Linked DNA regions of Drosophila melanogaster: region 1 is linked to region 2. The links are chromatin contacts, called in public Hi-C maps. All regions are on one chromosome and are shown on one strand. Each heading gives the region's core, a stretch centred on a gene start, on an enhancer-like site or on the middle of the called end of the contact. The rest is flanking DNA. Distances are from core to core; before and after follow the strand shown.

What was found. Hi-C and Micro-C count contacts between places; a contact is called where the count stands out from the background.
Region 1: a Hi-C map of the S2 cell line shows a contact between it and region 2, with 2.3 times the contacts expected there. The contact joins the promoter of Pdcd4 here to the promoter of GstT4 in region 2. A contact is called at or near these places in 9 of 107 Hi-C or Micro-C datasets (the Clone 8 cell line, the Kc167 cell line, the S2 cell line and 3 more).

What each region holds. Positions count from the first base shown.
Region 1 is chrX:13,751,549-13,758,582 of dm6, forward strand. Pdcd4 (Programmed cell death 4) reads right to left here and starts at 3,858. Exons shown (of 4, transcript NM_001272604.1): 1 at 3,705-3,858; 2 at 1-479. The coding sequence starts at 354. CG32625 reads right to left here and starts at 5,278. Exons shown (of 2, transcript NM_167381.3): 1 at 5,036-5,278; 2 at 4,616-4,967. The coding sequence starts at 5,212. The coding sequence ends at 4,710. Rtc1 reads left to right here and starts at 5,631. Exons shown (of 3, transcript NM_132691.4): 1 at 5,631-6,535; 2 at 6,602-6,758; 3 at 6,812-7,034. The coding sequence starts at 5,723. The coding sequence ends at 6,996. It also overlaps asRNA:CR43833.
Region 2 is chrX:13,401,345-13,409,124 of dm6, forward strand. It overlaps GstT4 (Glutathione S transferase T4), which reads left to right and starts at 3,405. Exons shown (of 4, transcript NM_132658.2): 1 at 3,405-3,740; 2 at 6,944-7,230; 3 at 7,312-7,447; 4 at 7,519-7,780. The coding sequence starts at 3,623. The coding sequence ends at 7,691. CG12725 reads right to left here and starts at 1,519. Exons shown (of 1, transcript NM_132657.2): 1 at 495-1,519. The coding sequence starts at 1,370. The coding sequence ends at 879.

The DNA.
Region 1 (7,034 bases), core at 2,608-5,107, 350 kb after region 2:
ACCGGGCGACGGCATAATTCTGTTGATTCCCAGCGGCATTACACTTGCTCCATGTGCTCCACCAGCGCCAGCAGCTCCATTGCCATTAGTTTGATTGGCACTGCCGCCAGAACCACTATTCTGTCTTTGGATTAACCGCTTGGCCTTACGCTTAATCCTGCCATCCTCGACAGCCATCAGCTTCTTAACATGGCCGTTCGAGTGGCCGCCACCACCACTCCCATTTAGCTCCACCGCCTCGATCTCTTCGTTCAGCTCCCGCTCGACGGAACTCTCCTTGGAATCGGAGTCCGACGGTGGAGTGAAGTGACGGCCGCCGTTGGTGGCGCGTTTGTTATTCGATTCCACTTCCATCCTGACGATGTTCTCAAACTCTTCGATATATACGTTCCTCGTTATCTCCTTGGAATGCACAGCTCGGATATTGTAGATGTTTGGGTTTTGTACTCTGGCACCAGGTGCGTGGCTTCTTTTCTTTTCTAAAAATAAAATTGCAATTGTAAAGGATTTTTGGTTATTGGTTAACATTAAAGCATCAAGCATCAACAGAAAAATAAGCAAAACTACAACAAATTTGATTACGAATATGCAATTTAATCGTTTAAAGCAATGGGTCGGGTCTTCGGTGCAATTATGAAACTTGAAACTTTAGGAAAACATATGTACATATAGAAGAGATAGAGAACGTTGATGGCGTGGTTTGGTGTCACTGTTCTTAGGAAACGCCTTCGTTTGTATATTTTACATGTCTCGCCTTAAAGACGGGATGTTAGTCAGCGAAAGTTTTACTTGTTTATTGTGCGCGTCGCGGCTGTGAAAAACATGGAACTAAAATAAATACACATGATGTCTGGCACGTAGCCGACAATGGCCCCTCAGAAACCCCTTCTTTCCAAGTTCAGTTAGGTTTCTTTTTCGGGCTATTCAAATCTAATAGTTTTTGCCTAAATATAGAACAAGCTCTTTGGCATGCCCATAAATTTAATGCTCACAATAATACAAAGTAATTGTAATGACAAGATCAGAAGTCAATATATACTATGTACAAATGACTGGGGTCGCTATTTTACGGATTTTTTTTTGTAAGTGCTAACAATTTTGCAAAAAGTTTCTAGGTTTTCATTTTTAAGATATACCCATAATAATATGTTCAGCTTTCGCGCCATTTTTTTGACCGCATCTGTATATAATAACGGTACTGCGTCTTGGAAATTGCAAATGTTTGTCAATGGGCGTGGGTGTGACAGGGATAGCGATAGGGACATGTATCGAAACTCCCCTATAGACGAAATTCAAGGTCACGCAACAACAACAACACCAAAGCTACTACATAATTTTGTTACCGTTAAAGCTTTGCAACCCCCACAAGCAATATAGCCGTCTCCTTCGCACTAACTCTAAATTGAAAGTTGCTTGTATTTCCATGCCTATGTAATTGCTTTTGGTGTACATAAGTGCCTACATACATACACATGTTTTACTTTTCCAGCTGCTTTTGTTTTCCCTATTTATTTGAAATGTTTTTATGCTGTTTTGCACTTTTAATTTAAATGCTATATAGCACAAACATAAATATGTATAAAATCAAATCAAACAAACCAACACGAATACATAATATGATTTATTTAAATTATGTACATTCGTTTGATAAACTTTTCTGATTAATTATCGCAATTTTCGGTTGTAAAATTGTCGATTTGGCACTCTTCTCATACAATTCTTTCATCCATGTACATATAGATGTCAGCATAATACAAATGAAAACAAAGATAACGTGCAAAAAAGAGCCGCATGTGTTGTTTTTTTTTTTGTGTTTTCATGTGTTGTTTTTGTTTTTTGAGTGCTTTTTATATTGCGCCGCTTGTGCTTTCTCCTCTTCTTTAAACGCGGATTCTTATGTATTTCCCCCTCTGTAATATGGATGTACATACATATACATATGCTGTTACCGGTCTTATGTTTGTTTTGCCCGGTATAACCTTGAAAATTTTGTGCGCCTCACGAATTTCTATGTTTTTATTGCCGTCTCCTTCCGGTCTCTTTCTCATCTGATTCTTCATCTCCTTCTTTCGCACTTGTTGTGCCCCCTTTTTCGGATAACAACAACAACAGAAATAACAAAATGAACGCTTTTCAGCATTTTTTTCGAATCTCTTTTCCACCTTCGCGCTTTTTATTGATGCGTGTCCGAAATTATTTTTTAACCCCGAAATCAGGAAAAGGTTGAGTTTGTAAGAAGTGGAGAGAGAGATAAAGAGGAGCGATGGAAAAGAGCATAAAAATAAAGTGACGCTGTCGAAATTGCGTCGCAAACATTTCGCAAAAAATAAAATACATAAGCAATGTCCAATAAAAAGAACAAGAAAAAGAAGCAGAGACGTTCTCACCATTGAATGCTGTTGTTTGTTTTTTTTAACAGAAGAGATCGAACTATTAGGCGCACATGAATTGCATAAATAGATATAAAAGAAATTAAAAACCAATTTGTGTCACCCACTCTTTTTGAAACTACAGAATAAATTTGATGGTTTTGTTATGCCTTTTATAAACTGAGAACTGTATTTGTTTGGCATCCAGTAACCAGAAAAATTGAAATTTTTTTGTATTTTGCCTGGAATTGTTTGCAAAATTCCCCGTCCAGAACCCTTCTAATAACACATCTCGGGTTTGGAGTCATATTATACTTTAGGTCATATTGCATTTGCATCTGATTTTGTTAAATACTTAAATAATCGTTAATTATGCAGAGTGAATTGTACCACCACTGTGAGCCAGCAATTCTGGTAGATAATATGGGAAAACAAAATCGGATGACATGGAAACATTGGACGGGGCGCCGAATGCAAATAAACCTCGAGACAACGAAAATAAAATCAAAAAGCCTAAGGAACAAGTTTGGCAGGCAGAAAAAAAAACAAACAAATTCACCCCCCATCCAATGTGGGCAGCTGTTTTTTTTTTCGGTTTCGGCTTTCCTCGTTTCAGTTTTTCTCGAATTTTCGGGTGCGTGCGTGTGTGCCGGTTGATTTTATCACGTAGACCAACGTTTTCCAATTGGAGCAAATAACGCGCATCAACAAATTCTTAAATTTCACCTATTTTTATTGAAATCATCTAATATGGCATAATTTTGTGACCGCGACTGTAATTTCGTTTTTGCTTTTATATTCGCATTCGCCGGCAGTTTTTTTCGCTTGCTTCTTTGAATTGGTCTTCGTCAAGATCGATGTTGTTGTTGCTGCTGCTGCTGTTTCTGCGTTTTTTTTTATTTTGCCACTTACCTAAGTGCTTTTTGTTTTGTCTCTCCGGCTGTTTCGCTCGCTCTCTCTACTTCTGTCTTTGATGCTGCTGCTGCAACAAGAACAAAAACTAACGACACGACTGCAACGACGTTGGCCCACTGCAGTTGACGTTGACGGCGGCTGCGCTGCTTTTATACGATGAGGAGCCTGTTTAATAGTTGTTGCTTTTCTTCGTGGGCTCCTTTATTTTTTCCCTGCCTCTCTTTCTCTTCTTATATGCGTGCGGGGGAGAGGGGTTGGCAAGGCAAATGGCAAAAAATGCACTCAAATATCTTGTGTCTCACAGAAAAAAAATACACAAGTGTGTGAGTGTTTACTAAAAGGCTCCTTCACACGCGCATACACACACTCGCACACCCACAACTATTCAGTTGCGTGTGCTGTTTTTTATGCCTTATTCACCTTCGCTTTTGTTGTTTTTGCCGCTTAACGATGTGAACTTTTGATTTCTTTTTCAGTAGGATTGGAACAAAAAGGATTGAAGAACCGCAGAATAAGGAACCAATAACGCACACTGTTGTTCACGCCGTGAAAACTCAACTCGACTGAACCAGAGAGCGACGAGACGTGGGTTTTTATACTTTTTCGGCGAGACCGTGCTGCCAGACTGTTCGATTCTGGTAAGGTGGTGGGTTATAAAAGCGCACTTGGCGAAGCTTCCCCTTAAAACGGGGAAGTTTATTAAAAAGTTTGCAAATATATGTAAATACAAATTCAATCCTATGTAGTAAGCCTGCCTATGAGGAAAACTAAGATAAACGAAACTTATTGAATTTTGATGGCTTCTGGGAATGGTCCAACAGAGTGGCATCTCAGAGAAGTAGTTTTTAAAAGAAAAAGGAAAGAAATGCATACAAGCAAACATATGCATATTTAGTAAAAACAATGAAACATTACTTTATTTACACACTCACTGGATGTATATATATACTCGCCCAATGATCTTACCTTTTTATCAAGATTTAAAAACATTCAATTCAGTAAAATCTTATTTTCCAGGAATTTTTGAACAGGGCGGGCAGCTACATAACCCAAATTGCAGCACATTTCCAATTGGCGGCAGAAAGCGATGCAAAAGAAAACGAAGTAAATATTGAACAGGAATTGCTGTACATTTCCAAGTGGCGGCAGAAAGCAAAAAAAAAAAACAAAATTGCCGCCAATTGTGGCTCTCTTATTTGTAATTTTAATTACCATATGAATATTTATGAAATTATATGTTGAAGATTCCTTGAATTAACTCTTATTAATTTTTAATTTGAATACATTTTTAAATAAACGCTGATCTATGCTAACATAAAACGCTCCTTTTTCGAAATGTATGAAATATGTTTATTTGTATGTATGTTGTATATGTATATGTATGTATTCATATGATGTATGTAAGTAAGTAAGTATGTTCATAGATTAAGGAAAAGTATTCAAATCCATTAATCGCTTGCGTTCCTTTTCGCGGAATGCCCGGCGAGAGGAGCGCGTAGCTCCGTGCAGACGACGAATGATAGGGTTCTTCTCACAGTGGATATTCGGATCATATGTCGAAACCGGCGGGTCGGCATCCCAGTCCTTGGCATCACTTTCCTTGGCATCACAGTCCTTGGCATCTTCTTTTGCGTCGCTGTGGCTCTCCTCGCGTAAGTAGCTCGGGCACTTGATGATATGTTCCTGCAAATGGGATAAACAATTGAATTTAATATTTGCTTACATACATATAATATATATTCATAACCTACATATATATCGGCAATAGGGTACATATGGGTTCTGTTATATGGACAGCGAGCTAATTCGTCCGATGGAAATTTCTTGGCACAAAGCGGCAAATGGTAGGGCATTTTAAACAGCATTACCAAATGCGAGCTAGAGTTGGGACAATTGACATATTCATAAAGTTTTGGATCCGCAGACATTTTTACAACTAGTTTTGTTCGCCTTCTGCGAACTTCCCCTTCGTCAACTTCAAAGTGAGCATAGAATTTCGCAACAACAATTCTATTCAAATCTCCTACAGCGTTTGGTATTTTTAATAGAAGCTTGCAGTATTTTTTTCAAAATGAGCAGAGAATTTCGCAACAACAATTCTATTCAAATCTCCTACAGCGTTTGGTATTTTTAATAGAAGCTTGCAGTATTTTTTTTTCTTAAAATAATAATATAAAAATACAAACGTTCGATTGTTTGCAGTGCTTGTGTAAATTATAAAAATGCATTCTGAAATATATTCATTTGTAAATAATTTATTATGTTATTTACTAAATGCGATAATTCCAACACTTGACAGCCCTAAGGAGCGCTGCCATACTGTGTTCTATATCGATAACCGATAGTCCGGCGATAGACGTTGTTTACCTCTTTTAACGCACGTGCGCCGATCAATTTGCTAAATTCTTTGATTTATTGGTGCGTTTAGAGCCTATAAAATGCCGCCCATTGCCCAGGAGGGCAATTGCCTGATTTACCGCGGCAGCAACTTCCTCAAGCAGCGCCTAATCCTCGCCTGCCTGTCCGGCAAACCGGTGAAGATCAGCCAAATCCGTTCGGAGGACGAAACGGCACCCGGTCTGCGGGAGTACGAGATAAGTTTAATTCGCCTGCTTGATAAAATCACCAATGGAACCAAGATCGAATTGAATCCCGCCGGCACGAGTGTCATGTTCTCACCAGGATTACTGCATGGCGGTCAGCTAAATCATGATTGCTGTGTCCAGCGTGGCATTGGCTACTATCTGGACGCCCTAATAGCCTTGGGTCCATTTTGCAAGAGTCCGCTACAGTGCACCCTGCGCGGTGTGACCAATAGCAAGGACTCGCCATCCGTGGACCACATCAAGGGTGCAGCTCTATCCCTGCTCAAGCGATTCCTTCTAGTCGACGAGGGCCTCGAACTCAAGGTTGTGCGCCGAGGAGTTGCTCCGCTGGGCGGCGGAGAGATCATCTTCAGGTGTCCGGTGCGAAAGAGCCTGCGTGCCATACAATTTCAGTCACAGGGCATGGTTAAACGCATTCGGGGCACTGTTTATGCCTGCAAAGTCTCTCCGGCGATGGCCAATCGCACCGTGGAGGCGGCTAAGGGATGCATGCTAAAGTTCCTGCCGGATGTCTATATTTACACAGATCAGAACAAAGGCAAGATGTCGGGTAATTCGCCCGGATTTGGCATCTGTCTGATTGCCGAGACTACGGACGGTGTGTGCTTCGCCGCCGATTGCTGTTCCAACACAAGAGAGGAGTCGGTGAGTAGCCTGAAAGCCATTATGGAGTAGTTAGTTTTATAGTATTATCTTGTAATTTCTTTACAGGAGGATACACCATCCATACCCGAGAATCTGGGCAAGGAGGTGGCACTGCGTTTGCTAGACGAGATTTATCGCGGTGGCTGTGTAGACTCCAGCTATCAATGGCTGGCGGCACTCTATATAGCACTGGGGCAAAAGCATGTCTCCAAATTCCTCACCGGTATGTGCTGAAGAATGTAATTGAATCATGTTTGATTATAATGTTGATTACAGGTGCCCTGTCCAATTACACCGTTCACTTTCTGCAACATTTGCGCGACTTCTTCTCGATCACCTTCAAGCTGGAGAATCCCGAGGCGGAGGACGAGGACGAAGCGGAGAATGTGCGCGGTGCCCAGAAGGTTCTTATGGCATGTGTTGGAATTGGCTACACAAATATAAATAAGCGCGTTATATAAACGGTTCTCTAGGCTAAAACTTGTAAGAATAAACATTA
Region 2 (7,780 bases), core at 2,155-4,654:
TAAAGAAAAACAATCAGTATCCTATATTTGGCTAAGTTACATTATGAAATTTAAAGTTCGACACCTCAACAGAATTGTAAGCGCCATCTATCGGTTGGTAGCGGACGGGGGAGGGCAACTCATTAAATAGTCAGCACAAAAGTATGCTAAAATATATCACAGAGTTGCAGGATATCGAATTATGTTTTACCAGTTGAATCACCACCCTCATGACCTCCCTAACCTGGTTTTGACCTAGAAAGTCTTAGTTTTAAAATTCATTAGAATAATCAAATAAATAATAATTACTATGTTATATCAACTATTATAATTCTCCCTATCATTTTTAGGATTAAAAATCTGTTAGTCTTAAGTAACCAAGACACATTGTAAAATAAAATAATTTAAGCAGATCAAATTAAGTTGCCGCATGGGTAACAGTGCGTTGATCAAATAATAAAAACATCATCATGAATAAAAAAAAAAAAAAAAAAAAAAAAAAAAAAAAACCAGTTGAATGTATTTAAACTATATTTATAAATATTTTTTGAGTTAAATGGCTTTCGTTCTACAGTTCAGCTTTTCAGGAATACCATGCAGTCCATAAATAATACATAAATTTTAAGAATTTTTATGGCATTGGCCATGAGACGTTAATTATTTGCTTGAGTGTAAACAAATTCGAAATTACTTTAAATTACTTTAAATGATTCGTAAATGGGTGGTATTCTCGAATTTTTTTTTTATAATGCAACTTAAATAAAGCATTTGTTCTAAGACCCGTTCTGCTTGTATTTTGAAAATCATTGGAAGGAACTTTGAAATGAAATGAGCGCAGTCATTTGAATTGAAGATTATTTAATACAGTCTACTGCTTATTGTCGTTCTTCGTAGCCTTCTTAATCAGATCCAGAGAAATTCAATGGAGCAATCGGCTCTAGCTCCGTCTGGTTGTTGACCAGTGAATCATCGGAGTTAAGGGACAACAAATCGAGTTCAGTCAAGTCCTGTGCCTCCAGTTCATCATCGTCACTTTCCAGATCTATGCGTTGCTGGTAACCGCCGATCAATGTAGACATATGTTCACCACTATCGTTTTTCCTGCCATAGCCGAACTTGCTAAACTTGCCAATCTTCTTTTCGCGCAATTGCTTGGGCGTCAGGACGACCGGCTTCCAGGTGAGATCCAGAATGGACTTATGGCCCACATCCTCCAGTATGCTCTGATTGGACAGCTCGCGACCCTTGTAGGACAGCCGACTGAAGCCCATGGGCACGGACATGGCTCGCCCGATCCGTGCCTTCAGGTTGGCCACCGTTCCGAAGCGATCCACATCGTAAACCGTCTTCTTGCCGTCGCTCGTCTGAACTAGAACTTGCATCTTACGCATCCTAATCCAGATATATATATATATATATATGTATCTGGCACGTCGAACTGCAACTTTTTTCGTTTTATACACAAGCTCTAAGTTTTGCTTCGTTCGGATAAAAGTTTGCTCTTGGAATCCCCTATCAAACTGTCGTCGTCATGCGAATGCTAGTGCGAGTTAAATTTAATGGCATCCTTGATTACCTTATTTGATTTCCTTTGTCGATTCTCCAATCGAATTTCATAAGGAGCAATTGGCAACCCTGAAGTTGATATATTCGGCTATTCCAATTTAATAAAAATTCATTTTCGCGCTTTAACCCACAACAGTTGCATATTCTTTGAATAGTCACTATTTTTGATTTCGACGTGAAAGTAAAATATTTTCAATCAATACAGGTAGAGAAAACTCATAAGAGCGGGGCTCCACTGCCCAGCGGCCACGTGGCCTCCAAGGACCAGAACGTGAATACATTGAGCAAATCGATCCTTGGCGAGGTACTAAGAAAAGCCTTTAATGTGAAGGCGTGACCCGTTCAGCGCGGTTTGCTCTCCTCCGCGATTCATATGAACCTCTGACGAATTCGATGCCATAATTTTCAGCTGCCAAGGTCGTCTTTCAAAAATAAATATAAAAAATTAAATGTTTCCAACTTTTTAAGTTAGTAAGTTAAATAATTAGCAATAGAAATTAACTATTTTTTATAGGATAATCATAGCGAAATTTCTGAAAATGCACGAAATGAACAGCTGATCAAAAGTGAAGTGTAGTGCACTCTATTGAGCCATTATCGTGGCAAGTATCTTTGTGCCAACTGTTGTGCCACCTTGTACGGACAGCGTACACTTGTGACAGCGAATGCATCTTAGAGATACAGATACATCCGAAGACAAGGCACTTTGGCTGGCACTTCGGCCCAGTTTTATCAGCTCAACAGTTGAACAAAAACAATTCGCTGACCGATATGGAAGGTATAGTTGTGTTTCTTGTTCTTGTTGGTATTTTCTGTTATTGGCCCCGTTTTTGGTAAACAAGATAACACCGCACATCGTAGATTCGTTTAGTGGGGTGCTGTGGGGCTTGGGATCGCTGGGATCCTCAAAACACTTATTAATACTAAGCATTTTCTGATTGGAAATCGTCGCCAGATAACGCACGAATATATCAAAGCTAGTCCAGTACAAAGGCGAAAGAGCCGAATACCGAGTCAAAAAGAAACCAGCAAAACAAAAACAAGAAAAGCCGCAGCAGCAACAAAATACTAAAAGCAAAACAAACAGCGATAAAATCGAACAGCTAGGCACACTTGAAATACCCTATCGAAAATTGGGAAAGCCCTAACACATGGATTTAAGCCAAGTGTTCGTTAAGCCCTGAGTAAATGCATCGAGTTTAATAGCGGCAAGGGAAGCTATATGGACTCTATATGACTTTATGGTTAAAATATAAGCTGCTTGTAACTATCGCATTTATGTAAGTTTTAGTATGAATTTTGGTATACGGCCAAGAAAATGAGTAATAAAACCTGGTACCAATTTTCACCACCATCCGATTGGTAATACCCGAGTTACGATAGGTAAGTTTTGCATATCCCGCTCTCTTTTCGCTGTGGGCCACACCCTCTTTTCAAAGGGGCATGCAGTCGCAATGTCTCGATCTCAGCGAAAGGGTAGCGCCAGTGTCAGCAGAGGCGGAGCAGAGGAGCAGCAGTGGGGGCACCATATACAATGTACATATGCACAAGAAGCCGGTCTTTTTTGTCTCTGTTTTTGTTTTTGTGTTCGCTTTGTTTTTTTCTCTTTTTTTTTTTTTTTTTTGTTAGCATCTTGTTGTGATCGCAACGCTGCTCCGCTGGCTTGTTTTTGCGGCGCATTTAATGAATGCGCCCCGTTCACCCCTCCCCTAATACTTCACACACACCACACACCGTACACCAAACGCCATACACCATACACCATACACCACACACCACCTCACCCCACCCACCAGTTTGCTGCGCAGTCGGCGTCGACGCAGCGGCATTGCGTTTAAAATGTCGCAGCGACGGCGCTGCGGAGCTCAGTCTAGCAGCAAAAGTCCAGCGATACGGTTCCAAAGCGATCTGATCTCAGTTTCGATTTGAATCCCCCGATCTGGAATTTCGAATTTTGGATTGTACTGCAGTGCATTGAAGTGCCTACACAACTTTTTTTTTCGCACCCACTCTAGTCACTTGGAGAGAGCACACTGTATATAGTTGGAATATATATATATTAGTATATATCAACGAGATGTCGCAGCCACTCAAGTTCTACTTCGATTTCCTGAACCAATCGAGCCGGGCGCTCTACATCCTCCTGGAGGCCTCCAAGATCCCCTTCGAGGCCATACCCATATCGATGCTCAAAGGTGAGTAGTACTCGCTGTTAAGAAGGGAGTGGTGGTGGGCAGGGAGTACGTGAGCGGTGGCACACACAGCCACATCTATAAGACCAGCCACATCTATAAGGGCCCAAAGGTCGAACCAACCGACCAACCGACCAACCGACCAACCGACCGACCGACGAACACATTCCTATGCATTTATGCTGCCCTTTGTTTTCGATATTTTTCGAGTCGGCGAGTGAGTTTCCAAATAAATTTTCCGCTCGTTAAAAATTCCACAATCCAAACGAAAAGTTTCCAAGGCGAAAGCGGGCAGACGTCGTTTTTGAAATAGTGTCACTCCATTCGAAAACAATTGAGGAACTGTGGAACATGGCGAGATTAGACGAACATATGTATTGTACATACATATGTACATATGAGTTCAATGCAAACGTGATTGTTCTCAAAAATAATTTCTTAGCAAATGATAGATAAGATTAAAAGGAATCCCGAAACGAACGTGAGGATTCCTTAGAAAGTGTGTGCAAAATAATTATATTTTTTTTTTTTGCAGAAGTGTTCGAGCATTATTGAGCAGTCGCACTTTGAACGTGTTTACAGATAATCTTAGCCTTTGGGGGCATCCAAAAAAAAAAAAGAAAACCGGCTAATTGCCTTCTATTCACGCTTTTATCGCAGGGCAAACAAACTACAAACTCAAATATGGGTTTCAAAAATATACAATATATGTACATACTATATATTATTCTTGATTCAATAGTATAGATTCAGTACTGTACCTTAAATTCGCAGTGCACTTTGCTCGTGTTTACTCCGCACGAGAATTTAGAAACCGATCTTTGCGCTGGTTTTATCACCTGCTCGCCAAACTGGGACACTTATCAAATTTTCGATGAGATCCAGCGTTTTGTTAGCCACTTTGTTATTTCCATTACCATTCGCTTGAGTTTTGTTTTCCTTCATCATTTGTTGGATGTGGTTTTACTATTTGCCAAGCTGCGCGTGCGCTTAGCACTTTTCGATGATTCGCATATGGTATCAATTTAGGAATGGAGCTAAGGTAAGGAGGGTCTTCACACCTCGTCTTGGTCGTTCTCCACTTGGTCAAGGTTGGCGGAAATGCCATAAAGTGCAGAATTGATGCGAGGATGCAATCAGCGGCCACATTAACGGCTGCATATATAATTGCGATATGTGGATAATGTCGTCTCGCGTTGACGTCAACGCTTTGGCATCGCGTAAGTTGATAGCCACATAAATAGGTATATACTGGGATATCAACTACTATGCTAATCCCAAGGAGAGCTCCCCCAACTCCTCGATACAATGTTCGATTCCCAGACAGGCCTGCCTTTTTTGTTTTTGTTTTTTCTTTTCTTTTTCTATATATGTACAATATATTGGTTGGTGCTGGCACTTGGACTTTGCACTCCGGTGAGCCAGTTAGTTCGCTTAGAAATCAGAGTCGTCGCTGCACGCGAGTGGAGGCAACAAGACAACCTTGTGGAGGTTAAAGACTCCGAGGCGGGGGCAAGCACTTTCAGTAGTTTCAGCACACATGCACACACATTCATAGAGTGGAGCTAGCTGCACTAGCTTCACTAGCACTGGTGCTCGGCTCACCCGGTTTTTTATGCCGGTCCGAGCATGACGCAAGGAATCTAATCTGGCGGGGAGTTTACGAGCTTCACTGCAATTCGGATCAAGTGGAAATCGAATAGAGCTCTCGATTGGGCTATTAACATCATAAACAATGATATTTTCCAACCCAATTCGGTATGCCCTTCAGATTGTTATCTACGAGTGGGCCTACCGATTTGCCAAGCAATCTGTGGTCTTCAAGCTGAGTTCCCAGAGGTCATATAAGGTTATGGGTATGCAGGTTGTATACCTTTCTAAAAGTAACCGTAACGATTTTGACTGCACTCCATGGGCTCAGATACAAGATACTAGAGTCCCTAGAGATCGGAGCAGGTTAGACGGGTTAGTTGCTCGATGGGAATATGAAACGAAGAGAATATTATACTATATACGCTGATATTGGAATTTACAAAGATTATAGTTTATGAATAACGATGGGTAATAAGCTACCAGAGATAAGAGCAGCTCTTTTAATTAGCTCCTGGCCATATAGATTAATTGACTGTCACAATGCAACTGCGATAATGACCCTCACGAGCTTCCGGCTGCCCTTTCTATTGCGATCCCTGGGTCAGCTACCAACCATCAACTCAGATCTTGATCAGCCAGTCAATCACGAATCTCTCACGAATCGCCCTTTGCCTGGATGGAGGCCAGCATATGGTGGCTTTAATTTTCCAAATGGCAGCAATTATAAAATTGAAAAATTGCCGCCGCCAATTCCCAATCTAATCAGCTGATGTCGGGAATCACAGTTTGCCACTAACTGCCGCTGCTGACTAATCAATTAGCTTTCCACAAGCCACATTTGCCCAGTTAATTTCTTTGCTATATTCACACCAGAAATCATGATGTGTATTTGTGCTCACCCATCCAGATGGCAAATACTTAAACCAGAACGGGTATTTTTAGAGCCGGAGGCCTCGCAAGTGCCGCACGATTTGTCACTCCTCCGCGGAACGAACCCCTTTTCTATATGACACCACTGACTGCCCTCACGCCCACGATGACCTTGGTGGGCAGGAAAAAACAACAGAAGCAGAAACCTAAACAGAAACTAAATGGCTCCAAACAGGCGACATTGACAATGACTTTGACTTTCGCCGGCCAGACACGCCCCTCTTTTGAGGGCATTAAGTTCCACATTTTCAATTCCAATTGCGATTCCCGATTTCAGTTCCCTTATCGTTCCTTATCAGGTTTCTCGAATTCGGGCCGTGATTCGGCGGGGCACCTGTTGCTGTGTAGCAATATCTCGTTGGGATCAGGCGATCGGAAGACCAAAACACGCAACTTAAAAGTTAAAAATAAAAACAGCTTTTTAATTAGGGAAGAAATTGGTGTTTGTTTACAGATATGCGCATTGTAGATACATGCATATATATGACAGCTTTAATAAATTAAAAAATATATATAGATATTACCTAATATAAAAGGCTGTCTCTTTCAATTTATAATGGTATATTAATGTGCTAATTATATGTGATTGGTTCACTACTAAGCTTATAAACAAGGTCATCTGGAAATTGTTGAAGTTAATAGAAACCCTCTCCTTTTCCTTTCCCTTGATTTCCCGATTCCAGGCGAGCACCTGACTGGCGAGTTCCGGGACAATGTGAACCGGTTCCGCAAGCTGCCGGCGATCACGGATCACGGCTACCAGCTGTCCGAGAATGTGGCCATCTTCCGGCATCTGGCACGCGAAAAGTTGGTGCCGGAGCACTGGTATCCGCGACGACATCTCGGCCGTAGTCGCATCGATGAGTACCTGGCCTGGCAGCAGACCAACATGGGTGTGGCCACCACGGAGTATTTCCAGCAAAAGTGGCTGGTGCCGTATCTGCAAAAGACCCGGCCAGCCGATAATGCGGTAGGTGGCGGCACCTCATCCCTCATCCCTCATGCTGTGCTCCAATGCCCAAAACTAATCGCTGTCCATGGTTATTTACAGGTGAATCTCGCCAGCAAGCAGCTGGAGCACACGCTCAACGAGTTCGAACAGCTATTCCTCAACTCCCGCAAGTTCATGATGGGCGACAACATTTCGTATGCGGATCTCAGCGCCATCTGCGAAATCGATCAGCCGAGTGAGTAGAAGAATACAAGAAATCCATTGGCGCACCTGATACTAATGCCTTGGCATATGCCTGCTTCGCAGAATCCATTGGCTACAATGCGTTCCAGAATCGCAACAAGCTGGCGCGTTGGTATGAAACGGTGCGCGAGGAGCTGGGTCCCCACTACAAGGAGGTGCTGGGCGAGTTCGAGGCCAAGCTGAAGGGCAGTGGCAGTGGTCAGCAGCAGGGCGTCGCCCAGGCGGTGAAGCAATAGCTAGGACCGTCCGCCGCCAATATTGTTTAGTTCCCTAAGGCAATCGACTATTTAACCAGATTATTTTTTTTTTTTTTGCGCTACAACTA